2 separate regions of the Zea mays genome follow, and region 2 is linked to region 1. Evidence: chromatin contacts called from public Hi-C data. All regions are on one chromosome and are shown on one strand. The core of a region is the stretch at or near the end of the contact, and the rest is flanking DNA. Distances in the headings are between cores, read along the strand shown.

The links. A called contact is a pair of places that touch in the nucleus more often than the background predicts.
Region 2: a contact with region 1 is called in a Hi-C map of ear, with 2.3 times the contacts expected there. The contact joins two enhancer-like sites. A contact is called at or near these places in 3 of 25 Hi-C or Micro-C datasets (ear and leaf).

The regions. Positions count from the first base shown.
Region 1 is chr5:22,401,528-22,406,633 of Zm-B73-REFERENCE-NAM-5.0, reverse strand. It overlaps LOC100275018 (putative protein kinase superfamily protein), which reads left to right. Exons shown (of 22, transcript NM_001350147.1): 14 at 389-483; 15 at 577-621; 16 at 704-763. Among protein-coding and RNA genes, the nearest start is that of LOC100275018, 22 kb to the left of the region's middle. Within about 2 kb of position 1,958, at least 12 of the 20 cell types and tissues checked have an H3K27ac peak or open chromatin away from gene starts, as enhancers often do. A contact at or near this core is called in ear, where this site is marked.
Region 2 is chr5:22,534,736-22,539,451 of Zm-B73-REFERENCE-NAM-5.0, reverse strand. It overlaps LOC100274434, which reads left to right. Exons shown (of 14, transcript NM_001148793.1): 7 at 467-496; 8 at 599-661; 9 at 764-829; 10 at 998-1,114; 11 at 1,228-1,263; 12 at 1,507-1,626; 13 at 1,756-1,926; 14 at 2,207-2,680. The coding sequence ends at 2,317. Among protein-coding and RNA genes, the nearest start is that of LOC100274434, 6.6 kb to the left of the region's middle. Within about 2 kb of position 2,996, at least 10 of the 20 cell types and tissues checked have an H3K27ac peak or open chromatin away from gene starts, as enhancers often do. A contact at or near this core is called in ear, where this site is marked.

The DNA of each region.
Region 1 (5,106 bases), core at 709-3,208:
AAGTAAAAAAGATAAAAAATGTAAGGTGTAAATTGAAATAAAAGGAGTGGAGGAATAAAATAAACTAAAAATACTTTAGAGGGTTATGTGAACATAGTTCATAGGTGAGGAGAGTAATTTAGACTTTTTCCTTCTATAATTATGTTTTGTCAGTCCATTAGAGCGATACGACGCAACTCTAGGCCCATGTTAAGAGTGTAGTTCTCTCTTTATATATGAGGACATATTTTTTTTCTTTTTTAATTAATAAGCAGGAATTAGATTTAGAGTTCCTAGCTCTGTGCCCATGTGGTCACCTGCTTTGGTACTAAATTATGCCGTTGGCAATATATCTGCTGTTTGTATTTGTTGTGCCATTTGGACATTAACCTTCTTTTGCTCATTCTAGGTTATGTAGATTCATCAGGCGATAAGTCCAAACGAAGTGTAGTAGAGATTAAAGGTCGCTTCTCAGTGACATCTGAGAATGTCGATCTTGCAAAGGTAATTGAAGTGGGTGGATATACAATTGAACTTAACATTACTCTTTACTTAAATCGAGTATAAAATTTTGAAGAGTCAATCTTTACTTTGCAGGTTCAGGAAGGTCCACTTAGTAGTCTCTCCCGGAAATCACCAGAGGTGAGGTTGCTTCCATTTAGATCATGGTTACCATTCACAAGGTTACAGTCATGACTTCGTGGTTAACTATTGGTTTTATCAGGGTTCACTGTTAAGAAAATCTGCCAGCACTGGTGATTATTTTGTTAATCCTAAGCTGATGGTATACCTTTTCTTTCCCATGATTATGTTTTGCTCTAATTTCCCCAGAATTGCAGTAAAATAATTTCATTTTTTGTGGTGAAAAGAAGATTGCATACTTCCATTGCAGCACTTGGAGTTTTTGAGATTGGAAATGAGCCCTAAAAATATCTATATTGAAGGCATTAATTTTTAGACCTGCTAATTATTACCCTTCTACCACGTTAGATCAATTTGTGAAATGATTATTGCTTAATAGTACCTCGTATTAATTGATGGATACTTGAAGGGCATTTGCTGGTACCCAGACAGACATCTGATGGGAAACTTCCCATGATGTGATCTATTGATTGGTAGATGGTATAGCAGATAGATCTGTGACTCACTCTTCCTTGGAGGCTCTGACTTCTTTGATCTATTTTCTGCTTAATTTCAACTGATACAAGGGTGTCCCTTTTATAGAGACAACTTGACGATCTGCTCAGTGTCCAATAGGCCCAGCCCAGCAAGTCCCATCAACTGCCAATAACACTATACCTGATGTTAGTCGAAATACCTCCTCCATTCATCCTACCTCCGACACTTTGGGCGTGATTGGTTGCCACGATGGCTATATCCAGATTGAGTAGATGCGTTGATTTGAAACGTGTCTGTGTTTGATTGATTGTACGACACGAAACGAGCTCGTACATGCGCATGCAACCCAAACGAGCTCGTACATGCGCATGCAACCCAGGTGGTTTTTCCACCTCCCGCCTGCATGCGTGGGGAAGGCGGGGAGGGAGTTTCGCTGCTGGCCCAGGCTGATGTGCGCTCAGCGCTGTTTCTGTCTGATTGCTTGCCAGTAGGAGTCTAGCTAGGCTATCTGAGCCGAGCCAGGATGAGCAGCATTTGGTTGAGCTCATGCAAGACATATTTGTTTGGTTGTTTGTACAGACTCATGCAGACTGGTGCAGACGCTGTTTGGTTGGCTGGACAGATGAATATGTGATTACACAATTATATATATATAGAGTATGAATGGTCTAGTTTTGTTCACAAAAATCTCAAGGACACAAATATGAAATTAGTTTGACGATGAAATCTTTTAATTAGAAGATATAATGAAAAACAACCTAAAAAGCCTTCTCAATTTGTGTGCCAGTGCATGCAGCCAGCCACATGCGCCTGGCCTGCCCGCGGGCATCTCCTACGGCCCTGGCTCCGGGTCGCTTTTTGCATCTGCTCAGCCTGTATATGTAGGGAAGGGAACCAAACAAAGTGTGCTTTAAATCTGAACGGGTGCAGCTGCATGCCCGGAGAAGCGAATCAATCACGCGGTTTGTTCTATCTCAATAATGTTCTAGCGCCTCACCTTGTTTGCAACCTTTTTTCTGTTCGGAAATTTACATGTGATAGTTGTTGTTCTATCGAATTTGACGCTTTTGCCTTTTATGTTAAGGATCCACGGACAGGACATGTGATTCTTTGCTGCAATAGCAACGACGATCTCTACGCCATACCATCAACCTCATGCTGGAACAGATTGCTCTGTTGTTCACCCTATTTGATGTCCAGGCAGTGGCTGGGAGTAGGGAGGCACATATATCACCATTTTCATGGTTGGGGCGGAGGAAACTCGGAGTAATCAATGGGGACTGGGGAATGTTGAAGTTGAAGGAGGCTGAAAGGCATGGTCAGCTCTGACCATCAAGGGGTCTATCTTTGTTTTGGCGCAGATAGAGAGAGAGGGGGAGATTGAGAGAGATCGAGCACATGCTACTGCAGCAGGTATTGGACCTGACCGAAGAATGGTTGACTGGTGTGGAGCCCTGCAGGAGAAAACGAAGTGGAATAATGTGTCATGCAGATCTTAATATTAAGAGAAAAAAAGATCTCTTAGAAGACCAAATACAAGACGTCATGAAGGCGGCCCATAAATCACAGGCCACCACCAGCGGCCCCACACACAACCCAGAGATCCACCAACAAACACCTAAGAAGCCTAAGGCCTAAGGCCAGTGGCGGAGGAAATAATAATGAGTTATGGCTCAAGAAAGAAAAAAAGAGAGAAAAACATGATGCAACACATAGGACTCGAACCTGAAATCTGTTGGTAGCAAGCAGTATGAATTTACCACTACACCACCACAACAACAACAACAACAACAAAGTCTTTTTGTCCCAAGCACGTTGGGTGGGCTAGAGATGAAACCTCATATGAAAACCTCAGAGCTCAACCCCCAAAGAAAAGAAAAGGGAGACAAAGGCAAAGGAGAACCGAAAAACGACGAAACGGGGAAACACATAAAAAGAGATAAAACCCACAAGAACCAGCAAGATCTAAAGGGGCACAAGAGAAGGTCAAACGATTAAAGAGGAAAAGCGAAACTACAAATCAGGGTTCTGGCACGTGAATTGCACACTTCCACCCCTTCCTATCCACGACGAGCTCTTTATCAATATTCCACTCCTTCAGGTCCCTCTTCACAGCCTCTGTACACGTCAAGGTTGGTCGACCTCTACCTCTCTTCACATTCTTGGGACGCCTAATTATTCCGATATGCACTGGTGCCTCTTCAGGTCTTCGTTGGATATGTCCAAACTATCTCAAACGATGTTGCATAAGCTTCTCCTCAATTGGCGCCACTCCTACTCTCTCTCGTATATCAATCATTCCGGACTCGATCTCTCCTTGTGTGGCCACATATCCAGCGCAACATACGCATCTCTGCCACACTTAGTTGTTGGACATGTCGTCTTTTAGTGGGCCAACATTCTGCTCCATACAACATAGCCGGCCGGATTGCTGTCCTGTACAATTAGCCTTTTAGTTTGTGTGGCACCCGGGGGTCGCATAAGACACCCGCAGCTTGCCGCCACTCCAACCATCCAGCTTTAATTCTATGACTGACATCCTCATCGATGTCTCCCTCCTTCTGAAGCATTGATCCTAAGTAACGAAAAGTGTCTTTCTTGGGTACCACTTGCCCATCAAGACTAACATCGCCATCCTCATACCCATGGCACTGAAATCACACTTCATATACTCTGTTTAGACCTACTAAGCCTAAAACCTTTTGCTTCCAGCGTCTGCCTCCACAATTCCAACTTTGCGAAACACCACTCCTACTCTCCTCAATAAGTACCACATCATCGGCAAAAAGCATACACCATGGTATATCTCCTTGTATGTCTCTTGTGACCTCATATATCACCAAAGCGAAAAGATAAGGGCTCAAAGCCGACCCTTGATGTAGTCCTATGTTAATTGGAAAGTCATCAGTGTCTCCATCACTTGTTCGGACACTTGTCACAACATTAGTGAACATATCTTTATTAAGATTAATGTACTTTGTTGATACTTTGTGTTTTTCCAAGGCCCACCACATTACACTCCTAGGTACTTTGTCATAAGCCTTCTCCAAGTCTATGAAGACCATATGCAGGTCTTTCTTTTGTTCTCTGAATCTCTCCATAAGTTGTCTTAGTAAGAAAATGGCCTCCATAGTTGATCTCCCAGGCATGAAACCAAACTGATTTTGGGTCACGCTTGTCATCTTCCGCATGCGGTGTTCAATGACTCTCCCATAGCTTCATTGTATGGCTCATGACCTTAATTCCACGGTAATTAGTACAACTTTGAACATCTCCTTTGTTCTTGAAGATTGGTACTAACGTACTCCGCCGCCACTCGTCGGGCATTCTGTTTGTCCGAAAGATGGTGTTGAAAAGCTTAGTCAGCCATACTATCGCTATGTCTCCAAGGCATCTCCATACCTCGATAGGGATACCATCAGGGCCCATCGCCTTTCCTACCTTCATCCTTTTTAGCGTCTCCTTAACTTCATATTCTTGTATCCTTCGTACAAAATTCCCGTTGTTGTCATCGAATGGTTCGTCCAATTCTATTGTAGAACTCTCATTCCCTCCATTGAACAATTTGTTGAAGTACTCCTTCCATCTGTTCTTGATCTCTTCATTCTTCACTAATAGTTGGTTTGCTTCATCCTTGATGCATTTGACTTGGTTGACATCCCTTGTCTTCCTTTCACGAATCTTGGCCATCCTATAGATATCCTTTTCTCCCTGCTTTGTGTCCAACAGTTGATAAAGGTCGTCATAGGCTTGACCTCGGGCTCTACTAACCGCTCGCTTTGCATACTTCTTCGCTATCCTGTACTTCTCTACGTTGTCTGCACACTTGTCATGATGTAAGTGTTTGTAGCAATCTTTCTTCTCCTTGATAGCCTTTTGGACATCTTCGTTCCACCACCAAGTGTCTTTAACTTCCCTTCTGTTTCCTTGACTCAACCCAAACTCTTATGAAGCTATCTTTCGGATGCATGTTGTCATCTTCCTCCACATGATGTTTGTGTCTCCCTC
Region 2 (4,716 bases), core at 1,747-4,246, 130 kb before region 1:
AGGGTCGCCGCACAAAGACCTGTTGGATGAAAGCGTTCAAGTCTTTTTATGTGTAATAGATAGCTGTTTTTTCTTCTAATTTATCAATTAAAGAAAGAAAAAACTTGTTGCTGGTCAAGAAATCAGAGCTTGCCATGGCTTATTCTTACTGTTTAAATTCCTGTGATCTTTTGTTACCAAAATTCTTTATAAATCAATATAAAGAAATATTTTTTTATGAAAGGGTCTTGTTTTTTCGGGCCCATTTCTCTCCACCAGCATTTGACCAAATCCATGAAATGAGATGTTCTGATATCGGTCTATTTTGGACCTTCTTTCTTTTTTTAATTTAAAGATGCACAGCTCTTCCGCGCTTTCGAGGAAAAAAAAGAGATGTTCTGATATCACTTCAACTTGAAACTTCTAATCTTGAATTTTTATTAGCCAGTGTTGCTGCTTTCTTAATTTCCTTCCTTTTCGATTGCAGGCTCTCAATAACTGGGGTCTTGGGCTACAGGTACATCTTATCATTTTTATTTTCTTAGCCTTCTTCCTTGAAGTTCGGTTAACTATTTGTTTGAGTTCCACCTGCCTATGATAGTATGAATCTGCAATGCAGGAGCTGAGTGCAATTGTTCCTGCCCGGGATAAACAGACCATCATAAAAACAGCTATCAGTAAGGTAGATACACTTTTTTATTGTTGTGCCTATGAATTATTTTTATGGTATTGCTTAGTAAAAATTATCTCTTTGATGAACCACTGACACTAACTTCTACTGCAGTTCCGTGCTGCAATTCAGCTGCAATTTGATTTCCATCGGGCAATATACAACCTCGGAACTGTCTTGGTGTGCCTCATAACTCACATGTCGAATGATATATACTTTTCTTAGATTAGACTAAAATAATTACTTTGTTTTAGTATATTATGTATAAACTTCTAATAGATTTCATGACTTTTACAGTTTAAGTTCCATGACAATGACACTCGTGCATTTTCTTTTATAATGCTTCAGTATGGTTTAGCTGAGGATACCATGAGATCTGGGAAGCCAGATGTCTCCCCAAATGAGCTTTACAGTCAGTCTGCTATCTATGTTGCAGCTGCTCATGCTCTGAAGCCAAATTACTCGGTATCTATATATGCGCACCAGTTACTTTCTCTACCATATGCCTTGGAGCTCTCTTTTTTTTCCCTGCAAACTTCCTTGGCTGACAGTGTGATTTTTTTTTTTGTCAAATGCAGGTCTATCGTAGTGCCTTGCGACTAGTCCGCTCAATGGTATAATTCATTTTTTAATGAACTGTGTTAGTTTATTCTGTTTGATATTGTTACCTAATAGTATTAGACCAAAGGCTTTATCGTTGAAAGCTACCTAGCAATGATTAAAAGTTCATGTAGCTGGGATATGATAGCTGCTTTTCAGTTCAGCTATCCATGTGTATGTTGAACTCTTCTGGAACCCATATTCTTGAGGAAAATAACTGACATTCCTCTGTTATTGTTGTATCTTATACCATGCAGTTGCCTCTGCCATATCTCAAAGTGGGGTATTTGACTGCTCCTCCAGCTAACAATTCCATCGCACCACACGGGGATTGGGAGGTATCACAGTTCATTTTGAATCATGAGGGCCTCCAGCAGGTATTTTGCCAATGTGAATCCTCTTCTTCTTGCATTCTTGTCCCCATTGATACTCTGTTTAGTTTGAAGTTACTGGTGTTTCCAGTATCTTGTGTCATGGCCGTATTTAACTGTTGCTGTGAATTATAGGCTGATGCTTCTGACCAGCCTCCATCGCAATCCCCTGGGCATTTGGACAGGGGCAGAAAGCCTGTCAGAATAAACGTTGCAGATATTGTTTCAGTGTCAGCATGTGCCGATTTAACTTTACCAAGTGGTGCTGGCCTCTGTATAGAAACTATTCATGGTCCTACGTTCTTGGTATGTGTCTGATAGCTCATGCTACCTTTCGTTTGTTCATCTTTTTTCTATCATATTTTGTTGTGTTCAAGTGGGTAACATCTGTTCTACAGTATCTAGACATAGGTTACACTTTAAAATCCGCTTGTTCTTCAATCAACTGACTGAACAGTCCAACCTTCTAGAGTTAATGGGCGGCAAATGTGCAATTCTCTACTATAGTCAAGTTGACGACCGCTAGTGAAGATAAATGGTGTGGAGTACCGTAATTCACCCGATTCCTTTTTCTCTCCCACAACAGGTTGCCCATAGTTGGGAGGCTCTTGACGGCTGGCTAGATGCCATACGCCTTGTCTACACTATTTTTGCGAGAGGGAAGAGCGATGTGCTTGCCGGTATTATTACTGGTTAAATGGCTTGCTGCAGGAGGGAAGAGCGATGAACTAGCCGGGTGTTGTTACTGCCACTGGAGAGGCGCGAAGTTTTGGTGATTCAGCGTCAGCCTTATCAGTTAAATGCCCCCTTCGATTTGTTAGTATGCCTCCCATCTGTGATGTCAGTCTTCCTAGATATAGGGTATATCAATCATATATTCGGTTGTAACTCGTACTTTCCAGTGATTGGCGATAGGTCCGTTTTTTCTTTGTAAAAGTGGCCGTGTTACTGTATTATGCATTCACAGCATATGTATCGGACATTCTTTAAGTTTGATTATATTTCTCTGTAACAATGAATCGAGGCAAGATGGGCTCTGGCCCTGCTGGGCTCCACCTCCAATATGTAGAGCCGAGGAACAGGAGGGAAAGAACAATGATATACTCCCTCATTCCAAATTATAATGTGTTTTTGTTTGCTTTTCTAGACATGACTTTTGATATATATCACACACGCACACACATTATTATTATATCTAGAGACGTAGTATAAGTAATGTATCAAGAAAAGCTTAACGTCTTTAATTTAAAATGCAGGGAGTAGAAAACTCAGCCATCGCACGAAACCTACAAGCAAAGAATGGGGTTGTTTGGTTGGGGCTATTTCAGCCCGTAATCATTCATTCACGCCGCTATTTCTTCCCGTTGCTTCACGTTTGTTTACACCAATCCGTGCGCGATGGGATAGCGGGCTGTAGGATCTCATTGCCTCTCCCATGTCAGTGGTAGCCAATTCCATGCGGAGCTTAGCAAATACAAAATGGAACCAAACAAATCACGTGATTACTTTCACTGCAACAGCTACTGGCAGCATTTCGCTCTGTTCCCGTTGACGCTGGTGGCGCTGAACCAAACACTGGCAGCATTTCGCTCCGTTCTCGTTGCCGCAGGTGGCGCTGAACCAAACACTACATGCTTCGTTCCCGTTGCCGCTGGTGGTGCTGAACCAAACACTACCGAATGTGACCACGTCTCACGTACTATTTGCCCTTAATTAAGTGTACTTCTAGTCGTTAATTAAGTAGTTCTAGGATTTTTTAAGGAGATCACTGTTACTTGAAAACTATGTAGTTACATCTATCCAGATTATTTTAGCATGTAGTATAAAAAACTATTTTGTTCTAAATTATAAGGTGTTTTGTCTTTTAAATTATTTTAGCGTGCGGTAGAAAGAAAAACAAGCTAGTTTATTTTAAATTATAAGATGTTTTGAATTTTCTTAATACATATTTGTTATGTTATATATGTCTAGATATATAGTAAAATAATATATCTAAAAAATAAAATGGTTTATAGTTTAAAATAGACTAAAAACTAAAACTAGGTAGATCATACCAAGAATATACTTATTTTAGGATGAAATTCAAATGCAAGAAGTAAACACTTAATTAGAAATTATAATAGATGGAGTATAGGCAAAGGAGGCTATAATCATAGTTTCGATGACTTCCTAGTGAGAGAAACTTAGACTTGGCACAGGACTTCATGTATGAAGGATCTCTTCCCTTTAATAAAAATATTGAATGATGATACAACTTTGACCATTATTTTCTTTTAGATACACTTATAGCATCTAATACTATATGGGAATACACAAGTTGTTTTAAAGACATATATATATATACGTAATTTTTTTACATTTTAAACAACATATGGAACATGAAGACAAGAAAGGCCTTGTCATATACTACCGAGGCCTTGTTTTACCAACTCTAACCTGGAGTAGCCACAATGAGCCAGATGTACCCATGACATTCTCCACGAGAACATTAGGATGACGACAATATTGGAGACTCAATATCGTCATGCATAACTAAGGGAGACTTACTCGTGACTAGACACTATGTAGGTTCCTCTCTTTCTCCATTTGTAACACTACCCATCAACTATATAAGAGGGGGGAAGCACCTCATTCCTTCATCTCGGACACCTAACACCTCAGGTTTCCTTTGACTCATAGTCTTAGACACCTCTTTAATCCTCTCAACACTTTCACCTATTTGCAACCTCCACTGTAGATCTGAGCGTCTAGGTTCACTAACATGATGAAAAGATCTAGATGGCTAGAGGATGGGTGAATAGCCTACAAAAAAATCTATAAACTTCACACCACTAGACAAAGGTTGATAGTTAAAAACGAGGTCCTACTAGTGACTAATTTGGACTAGCTCTAATTCATCCAATGCAAGCCTCCAAAACAATTTTGTTACCTTTGTTTTCTAGTCTAACTGTACAACACCAAATAAACTACTACTAACAAGAGCTACACTAAAGAGCTACTAAACAAGGTAACTAAGTCTAGTTACAACTACAACTACCACTACCACTACCATTAAGCTACTCTAACTAGCAAGGCAAACAACTACAATTCAAAAAA